Regions from separate parts of the Mus musculus genome. Here all the other regions are linked to region 1. Evidence: chromatin contacts called from public HiChIP or PLAC-seq and promoter capture Hi-C data. All regions are on one chromosome and are shown on one strand. The core of a region is the stretch at or near the end of the contact, and the rest is flanking DNA. Distances in the headings are between cores, read along the strand shown. Region 1 holds the start of Sh3glb1 (SH3-domain GRB2-like B1 (endophilin)). Region 2 overlaps Selenof (selenoprotein F). Region 3 overlaps Hs2st1 (heparan sulfate 2-O-sulfotransferase 1).

Region 1 (2,700 bases), core at 134-2,633:
CTGCTCGTCATACTATTTTTCATAAGATAGGCAGTCATTACCCTGGGGAACTGTCCGATTCTTTTGCCAAGGATAACGAAATATGATATTCACAGTGCCAGTAAAATGAAATGAATCAAGAAATAAAGCAGCACACGTGAGATTTATAGTTCGGTGGGATTTTGGCACATGGGACATTACTTTTGTTTTCTCTTTCCGGAACAGAGGGCTGCTGCTACCCTATGTCACTAACTTCAATACCAGATTGTTTACAAGCCACGTTGTGAAATTGACATCTGCTCCGAGATTTAACTGAGTTTGCATAATGTGGGTGTTGACTGTAAAAAATCTGCCCAAGTTCCCTATTGCTGACACTTCCTTAATCACAGAATAAGGAGACGCAGTGAACTTTTCCCTTCCAAGTGCGCCTGAAGCCAAGCGTGCCCGGTCCCCTCCAATGTGACAACAACGTGAATCGCGTCCTCCTCTCACCCCTGCTCTATATAGCCCATCTGGGGAACGCGTCAGGGCACCCCTAATCCTAGGTGTCCTGCGTCCTTGGTGAAGCTGGGACACCGACAGGGACAGGCAATCTCCATCTCCCCCACGGGCTGCTAAGCTCTGGGACAATCCTTCCAAGGGGCAGCAGCGAGGGCTGGTGGGAACTGAGCTGGCAGCTCCTCTGCGTTGAGGGGCAGGAAAAGGAAACTCCCTTCTCGGTCGGACGCGGCCCGGAGGGCGAGAGCGAGCGCAGCGGAGGGTGGGGGTGGCGCCAAGGTGCTCGGCGTGCCCTGCCTCGCCGGCTGGGGCACCGAGGCCTCCGCCCCGGGGTGAACCCAAGGTGTCCGCCCTGGGCCGCGTCCCGACTCGCCTGCCGGGGCGCGGGGCGGCGGCGGCCGGGCGAGCGAGGCGGAAACGGCCAGCGGGGCAGGGGCGCCAGGCCGCGCCCATCGGCAGGCCTGGGTACCAGGGCGACGCCGTCCCCGACCCGCCCTCCGCTCGCCCTCCCCGGCGCCACCACCCCGCCCGGCCCCAACCGCCGCCGCCGTACCTGCACGGCCCGGCTGAGGAAGGTGCCCGCGTCGGCCGCCAGCTTCTTCACGTTGAAATCCATGATGTTCATGCCGGGCGGCAGCCGGGCAGAGCCGCCGGCTGCGCTAGCGGGGAGGCGGGGAGCGCCGCGGCCGGGCTGGGGCGCCGGGCGACGGCGACGGCGGGGCGGACGTGGTAGGTGGCGGGAGGCGGCGCCAGCCCCGCGCAGCTGTCGTTTCCTGGCGGGGAGGCGGGGGAGGGAAGAGGGCGGGCGCCCGCGAGCGCGCGCCTCTCCGCTCACACGCTGGGCCTGTCGCGTCGCCGAGCAGCTGCGAGCCACGGGGACCGAGGTCGCGTCCGGAGGAAGGCCCCGCCCCGCCCCGCCGCCCGGCGACTGTGCAACCGCGGCGGAAAACAGCCGGCCGGGAGGGGGGCGTGGCCTCACCGATGGCGTGGGGTGGGGGGCGGGGGTGTCCTCGCGGGAACAGCGACCCCTGCAGGGTGGCCGAGGATTCACCACTGGGTGGAGCCGCTGCAGAGGTTCTCATGGGAACAGCGACCCCTGCAGGGAGGCCGAGGATTCACCACTGGGTGGAGCCGCTGCAGAGGTTCTCATGGGAACAGCGACCCCTGCAGGGTGGCCGAGGATTCACCACTGGGTGGAGCCGCGGCTGAGGCTCTCCTGACAGCTCACTAAGCACCAAGCCAGTGTCAGAGCATCAGTGGAAGTTCTTACCAGAACGAGAGCCTCCTGGGCTCTCACCCTGATTCCCTCCCACAGCATCTCAGTGAGTGTCTGTGACAGAATCGCCCGGACAAAAGTTCCTTAGAAAAGCATGGACAAAACGTTCCTTAAAAGGAAACAGAACTGACACTATAGAATCATTGGCCCGGATTTCCTGTATTGGGTCTGGGGTCAAAGGCTACCTATGGCTTGGGTAGACACCTAGCCAATCTTTGCTGAACGGGATTGTCTTCATTGTCCCCTACCCTATTATACTTTGACTCACTGTTGAGGACCTATTGTGTGTGAGGCATTGAGTAGGTGCTGAAGGGTTCAGTCCCTTTGGTGGCTGGTGGTCATCTGAGGCATATTTAGAAAGTATCTCCCATCCCCTGGGAAGGTATATAAGAGCATTTCAGAGAGACAATGGAGAAGAAAGACAAGGTTCCTATCCGGTTATACATTCCTTCACTCCTGAGTACCTACTGTCTGGCAGGGCCTCAACCTTCCAACTCTTAGCTGTGTGATAAAGGCATGAGCCCTTCCCCCCACACCCACCCACCCAGACACCCACACTACACTCAGCTAATTTAGTTTCTGTTTTCTGAGAAAAGGCCTCATGCGACCTAGCCTGGCTTCAGGTATCCAAAGACCGCTTCAAACCCATCACCCTCCTGTCTTTGTTTTTCTTTCTTGTTCCTCCCTCCTTTTTCTTCTCCCCACTTCCTTTATCCTGGGGACCAAACCACTGTCCAATAGATCCTGTTTTACAGGTCTTATCATGTAACTTTCATTTTGGTGTTTCAAGATGCCTCTGGAACCTCTAGATATCACACATATGTTCTCACATTAGAAAGGAAATGAAGGGGAGAGGCAAAAGTACACACCAGCTCAGTGTCCCTTTCTCCTTTAAAACAAGCATTCCATAACCCCCAGCTCGTAAACTTTCATTTTCACATCGTTAG
Region 2 (2,700 bases), core at 125-2,624, 130 kb before region 1:
TATATTTGATTCTTGGATGACCATAAAAAAATAAATCTACAAACTAAGAAGAAATAAAATGGATGTGATATATAGTCTTAAGTTTGCTATCTTTCTCTTAGGACCCCTATATTTCCAATGTGATGCCTATGAAGAGAATAATTGAGGTGCTGGAGAGATGCTCAGTGGTTAAAAGCACTCACTGCTGTGACAGAGGGCCCAAGTTCAATTCCCAGCACCCACACGGTGGCTCACAACCATCCCTAAGTTCAGTTCTGGGGAGTCTGATGTCCTCTTCTGACCTGAGAGCACTAAGCACTGATATGGTTTATATGCATATGCATCAGCTGGCTTCAGTCTCCATAGCTGTGATAAAACATAGCCAAAAGCAGCCTGGGGAGGAAAGGGTTGATTTTGCTTACACTTCCACACCACAGTCCATCATTGAAGAAAGTAAGGGCAGGAACCTACAGGCAGGAAGCAATGCAGAGGCCATGGAGTAGTGCTACTTACTGGCTTGCTCCTGGTGGCTTCCTCAGCCTGCCTTCTTAAGTACCCAAACCACCAGTTCAAGAGGGGCACTGCGCATAATGGCCTGGGCCCTCCCACATCAGTCATCAATCAGGAAGAGACACCACAGGCTTATCCACAAGACAGTCTGATGGGGACATTTTCTCAACTAAGGTTCTCCTTCTAAATGACTAGTTTATGTCAAGATAGCATAAAACGCTTTTGCCCATAAAATAAATCTTAGAAAACAATGGCTAGGCTTTGACTGCTTCGAAAAAGTGATGTCTCCCTTTGGCTCTATCTCCTTATTCACAGCAGTGATCTGTTGCGTGCTATGATGAGCTCTTACTACAAAGAGAGCGTGCAGCTTCTGCATCTGAGGAAGTAACATCGCCCACTGAGTCAGCTAAAGTTTAATTTCATTTTAAAAAAAAAACAACTTGCGTGACTCCTATAGTGACTTTCCCTGTGTCTATACAGTACAGCCTGTAGTCAGTACCTTTCAAAGATGGGGGTGGGGCTGGAGAGAGAAGAGCAGCCACTGCTCCTTAGAGGATCTCAGTTTGCTGGGACCCCAGCTCCCACATCAGGCAGCTCTCACCATGCTGGGACCCCAGCTCCTGCATTTCAGATGGCTTTTTCTGGTTTCCATGGCCACCTGCATATATGTGACAGACACTCAGATACACTGTCTGTCTGAAAACATTGACTGTTTGACTTTTAATTCTCAGCCATTTGTCACATAATGTTACGAGCAATCTAAAGGCATTGAACGGCCTTCCTAAAGCATCTAATTAAATTGTAACAGGAACTAGAGACCTCAAACTAGACCAGCGACTCATGCAGTCAAGATGTGCAAGTGGAGGTGTGTGGGCAGAGGGGAATGCTGTGGCCCACACTGTGTGTGACACACTACAGCTCCCATGACCAGATGCTCTTTGTGCTTCGCTTTGGGGGTGTGTGTGTGCCCACACACGTGTTTTATTCTCTTTGAGGGAGATTGCAAGGGCAGAGGGTGGATACCAGGGGACAGAGATGCATGGTGTGAAACTCACAACGAATCAGTAAAAAGGTTTTAAGAAATGTCATTATCTTGTCATGCTCAATGTCAACCTACTGTCTCAGTCTATTCCAAATACAGCTGATGTTCCTCTGCCATTCAGTATACAGTTTATCTGCCTCGTTTTTATTATAAGGGGTACATTCCAAGACTCTTAGTGGGATTCACTAAGTGTAACCTAATTCTAGAGCATGTGTTAGCTGGTCACAAGCTTGTGCTTGTCTGTATTGTGGACAGCTCCTGAGTGACTAAGGAGTGGACAGCACATGTAACATGGATACCATGGACAAGCGGTTTCATGTCCTGTGCAGGGTGGCGTAGTATTTCAGCATGCTGCCAGAGCATACCTAATTTTAAACATTTGTTTCTGGAATTTTGTGTTTATATTTTCAGGATGCATTTGGCCAGGATAACTGAAACCATTGATTACGGGGCATCTAAACTCTAGCATGGCTTCTCCTTGGTCTGGAGCTGTACCATCTTACTGCGCTTTGGCTTTTTTTTTTTTTTTTTTGGTAAGGAGTTCTATACAGCTGCTTTGCTGCTTTACTCCAAGGTTTGCACTGTGTGCTTCTTCACAGTCCTGCCTGAGGTGAAACCCAGAGAAACACAAGCTTGACAAGGGTTGTCTTCCCTGAGCCTTATCTTCCAGCTCCATGACGACTTTCCAATTTGTAACCTTCCTGGTTTCCATTTTACAGCTGTATGCAGGAGCCATCCTTGAAGTCTGCGGATGAAAATTGGGGAGGTTCCCTCAAGTCCAAGGTATGTAGCAATCATTTACAGTCATCATTTATAAGAATAATTTTACTAAATATTCCCAGGAATATGGATTTTCAGGACATACTCTGTAACAGTATATATGAATGTTTTCCAATTCTTTTTTCAGGAGGTAGAGTCTTAGTAGGAATTGATACACACACTTTATTTGTTATAAACAAATACAACATATGAAAGTTAGATGTAAAATAAAGAGCATGAAATCATTCTTTTACTCCTGTTGGGTATAAATTTTAGGAAGGCTTTTCTTGTAGCAGATAGAAGTAGAATTCCTCTAGCACATTCTAATAGACTTCTTTACTGTCAGTTACAGAACATTGACCTAAGGCCTATGTAGCTTGACAAGCTACAAGAAGAGAATTAATTAACAC
Region 3 (2,700 bases), core at 129-2,628, 220 kb before region 1:
TGTCATCCTCGGATGGTGGCTCTGAGTGCTATACAAGCCAATGCACAGCATCCTTCCTTGGCCTGTGCTTCAGCCCCTGCTCTCATTTCCCTCAGTAATGGAGTGTGTGACCTGACAGATGTAAGTGGAAATAAAGTCTTTCTTCCCCAAATTGCTTTTGGCGATGGTGTTTTATTGCAGTGAAAGAAACCTTAACTAAGACACTGACATACACAGAAGGCAATTCCTCCTCTCAGCAGGCAAAAAGAATTCATAGTTTAAAAAAAAAAATCCTTCTGAATTCGAGATTTATAGCGACTTGGCATAGCAATATTAGTACAAGGAACAAAGCTTACTGGAGAGACACGACCAGTACCTTGAAAGATGCCAACTGCCATCCTGTGGAAAGTCAGATTCGATCAGACTGAAAGTTTGGCCCACTGTTCAAAACCAGGCCCACAATAAGCAGGGAGAGCTACAGTGGCCAGCCGATCATCCACAGGTGTCGTAAACTGAGACAGCCTGCTCTTCAGTAACAGTACCACCTCTAAGTGTTTAGAGAACCGCTGTTAGCCCTTAAAAGCAATATGAAATAGGCATCTGTACTCGTGTGAAGTTACACGCCATCTAAGCCTCAATCTGATTCTCAATATTCTTTCAAACACCTGAGCTTGGAAGCACCCTTACTGTTTACCACTGACAAAATGGTCAAAATGGTGGTGCTGCCGGGAAGGACTATTTCCAATCCTATTGAATTAGTAGTATACACTGGCATCTAATTTTATTTCTTCATTCTTCAGGTGATGACACGATATTAGGTAAGTATTGATTTTGTAAAAGCTTACAAATTATATTGGGGGCCAGGGAGATGGCTGAGGGTAAAGCCTGGTGCCTGGAGTTCTATGCCTGAAACCCACCCAGCAAATGGGGAACCTGGACTCTTGGGTAGCTGCACACATGTGTGATGACATGCATCCACCCAAATAAACACACGGATGTCGTAAGGCTTCTGAGTGATTCATCCCATGGCAACCACTGCCTAAGCAAACAATGACATACACCAAAAAACAATACAGGAATTCTGCTCGGTAACATCAACACTCTCTTTAACCAGCCCTAAGAAGTCTACTGCTAAGAAACACAAAAGATTAGCTGCTGCTGAATAAAACAACTACAAATTCAACAACGCACACCAAGGTAACAGCAGTGAGCAAAATTCAAAAGTCTAAAAAGCAAGGTATCAGACTGGCAATTTCTGCTCCACAGCAAGCTGCATTCCTACATGTGCTAGATAAAATGAATCAGTGATAATTTGCATATTTAAGTTCAGAAATCTCTATAGAGAGCTAGAGAGCGGCTGAGGAGTCAGAGCCGTCATTGCTCTGGCGGAGGGCTGGAGTGTCTTCCCAGCACACAGGACGGGCATCTCACAGCCTCCTGGAAGGCCAGCTCCAGGGGAGTCCGAGGCTCTCCTCTGGTCTTTCTGAATAGCCATACACGTGTACACATACAAACATAAAATTAAAACAAACGTTTTAAAAACAAAACAAAAAATGCTATTTCAAAGAGAAGAAAATCGCAATGACTTTCGTTTATGAACTGTGAGATCAGAATGTTACCATTATTACTGCTGTGCTCAGAACTAACTCAAGGCCTTATGGATATGCAGTTACTCCAACCCACATCACAGCCTCGCACATTGTTTTAAAAGTTTGTAATCTGTCTATAAAAAAATCTCATTTTCTGTGAATTCTAATAAGTTTTTATCCACTGTCAAGGGTATATAAAATTGTTTTATCCTAAATCTTATCACAACTAATAGAAAACAGATAAAATGCATCTCAAACAGCTTTTGACTTAAAGACGGTGTTTCTAGGAAATCAAGTCTAACCAGTCAACAGAGGCTCCTTAGAAACGCAGAGGCAGTGTCACCAAGCTTCTATGTTCCAGGTCCTTCTTTCATCTGACCCTTCCTAGGGAGCCATTCCAGGCTGGGCTAGACCAATGCCTGGGTCACACACTCCTTACTCACAACAGCAGACAAAGCCCAAACACGGCTTCTGCTTTAAAAGATTGGTAAGTATGTGTGCCGTACATTTGTACACGCTAAACGCTGAGTTCCATCACTACAATGTTGATTCTGTTCAGTCTACATGCCATGCTGAACAGTGATTCTGAAAGTCCCTGGGATGATCCTTCTCCCAATCAGGGTCATGTAAGAATCTTGAGGGCTCAGGGCTGGAGATGGTTCAGAAGTTTAGAGCTCTTGCCAAAAGTGGACCCAAGTCCCAGCAGCCACACGGCGGCTCACAGTTGCCTTAACCCTGGCTGTGGGGACTGGGATGCCCTCTGAGCTCCTCAGGCTCCTGCACACATGCAATGCGCACATCCTCACCCAGGCACATACATATTAAAACATCATTTTAAAAAGGGAGTTTTAGGGCTGTTAGTGGCCAAACAAGTACACTAAACAAGGCCACGTAGTGGAAAAATATGATATTCATTTTCTAAAAAGGAGAAGAGGAAGAACAGGAATTTTGTGTAGAAACACTTGAGAGAGATTTGGTGAGATGCACGGGTTTCAACATCTCAGAATCTAAACAGTAGTTATAAAGTAGATCAACATTTACAAGAGACTTAGAAAAAAGTGTTCTACACGCACACTAACAGGAACTAGACAATAGTCACCTTCCCCAGCATCTTATTATTGCACATTATATT

What was found. Promoter capture Hi-C pulls out the DNA fragments that hold promoters and counts their contacts. HiChIP or PLAC-seq counts read pairs in DNA pulled down with a chosen protein or histone mark.
Region 2: a promoter capture Hi-C map of macrophages shows a contact between it and region 1, with 6 read pairs. The contact joins the enhancer-like site here to the promoter of Sh3glb1 in region 1. A contact is called at or near these places in 14 of 39 promoter capture datasets (3T3-L1-derived adipocytes, the C10 cell line, the HPC-7 cell line and 8 more), 2 of 15 datasets of contacts at CTCF or cohesin (the G1E-ER4 cell line and embryonic stem cells), 30 of 484 Hi-C or Micro-C datasets (the G1E-ER4 cell line, the Patski cell line, embryonic stem cells and 12 more), 8 of 115 datasets of contacts at active chromatin or transcription factors (bone marrow-derived dendritic cells, embryonic stem cells, extraembryonic endoderm stem cells and 3 more) and 2 of 9 other capture datasets (adipose tissue and macrophages).
Region 3: a contact with region 1 is called in an HNF4G HiChIP or PLAC-seq map of pancreatic cancer cells. The contact joins the enhancer-like site here to the promoter of Sh3glb1 in region 1. A contact is called at or near these places in 7 of 39 promoter capture datasets (the C10 cell line, the HPC-7 cell line, the SN4741 cell line and 3 more), 2 of 115 datasets of contacts at active chromatin or transcription factors (extraembryonic endoderm stem cells and pancreatic cancer cells) and 2 of 9 other capture datasets (adipose tissue and liver).

What each region holds. Positions count from the first base shown.
Region 1 is chr3:144,718,952-144,721,651 of GRCm38.p6, forward strand. It overlaps Sh3glb1 (SH3-domain GRB2-like B1 (endophilin)), which reads right to left and starts at 1,384. Exons shown (of 9, transcript NM_019464.3): 1 at 1,031-1,384. The coding sequence starts at 1,102.
Region 2 is chr3:144,588,362-144,591,061 of GRCm38.p6, forward strand. It overlaps Selenof (selenoprotein F), which reads left to right. Exons shown (of 5, transcript NM_053102.2): 3 at 2,251-2,314. Among named protein-coding and RNA genes, the nearest start is that of Selenof, 19 kb to the left of the region's middle. Within about 2 kb of position 1,375, at least 25 of the 459 cell types and tissues checked have an H3K27ac peak or open chromatin away from gene starts, as enhancers often do. A contact at or near this core is called in macrophages, where this site is marked.
Region 3 is chr3:144,495,978-144,498,677 of GRCm38.p6, forward strand. The region is part of intron 1 of Hs2st1 (heparan sulfate 2-O-sulfotransferase 1); the gene reads right to left. Gm43707 reads right to left here. Exons shown (of 1, transcript XM_017319867.2): 1 at 1-2,700. Among named protein-coding and RNA genes, the nearest start is that of Gm43707, 15 kb to the right of the region's middle. Within about 2 kb of position 1,379, at least 40 of the 459 cell types and tissues checked have an H3K27ac peak or open chromatin away from gene starts, as enhancers often do. A contact at or near this core is called in the SN4741 cell line and pancreatic cancer cells, where this site is marked.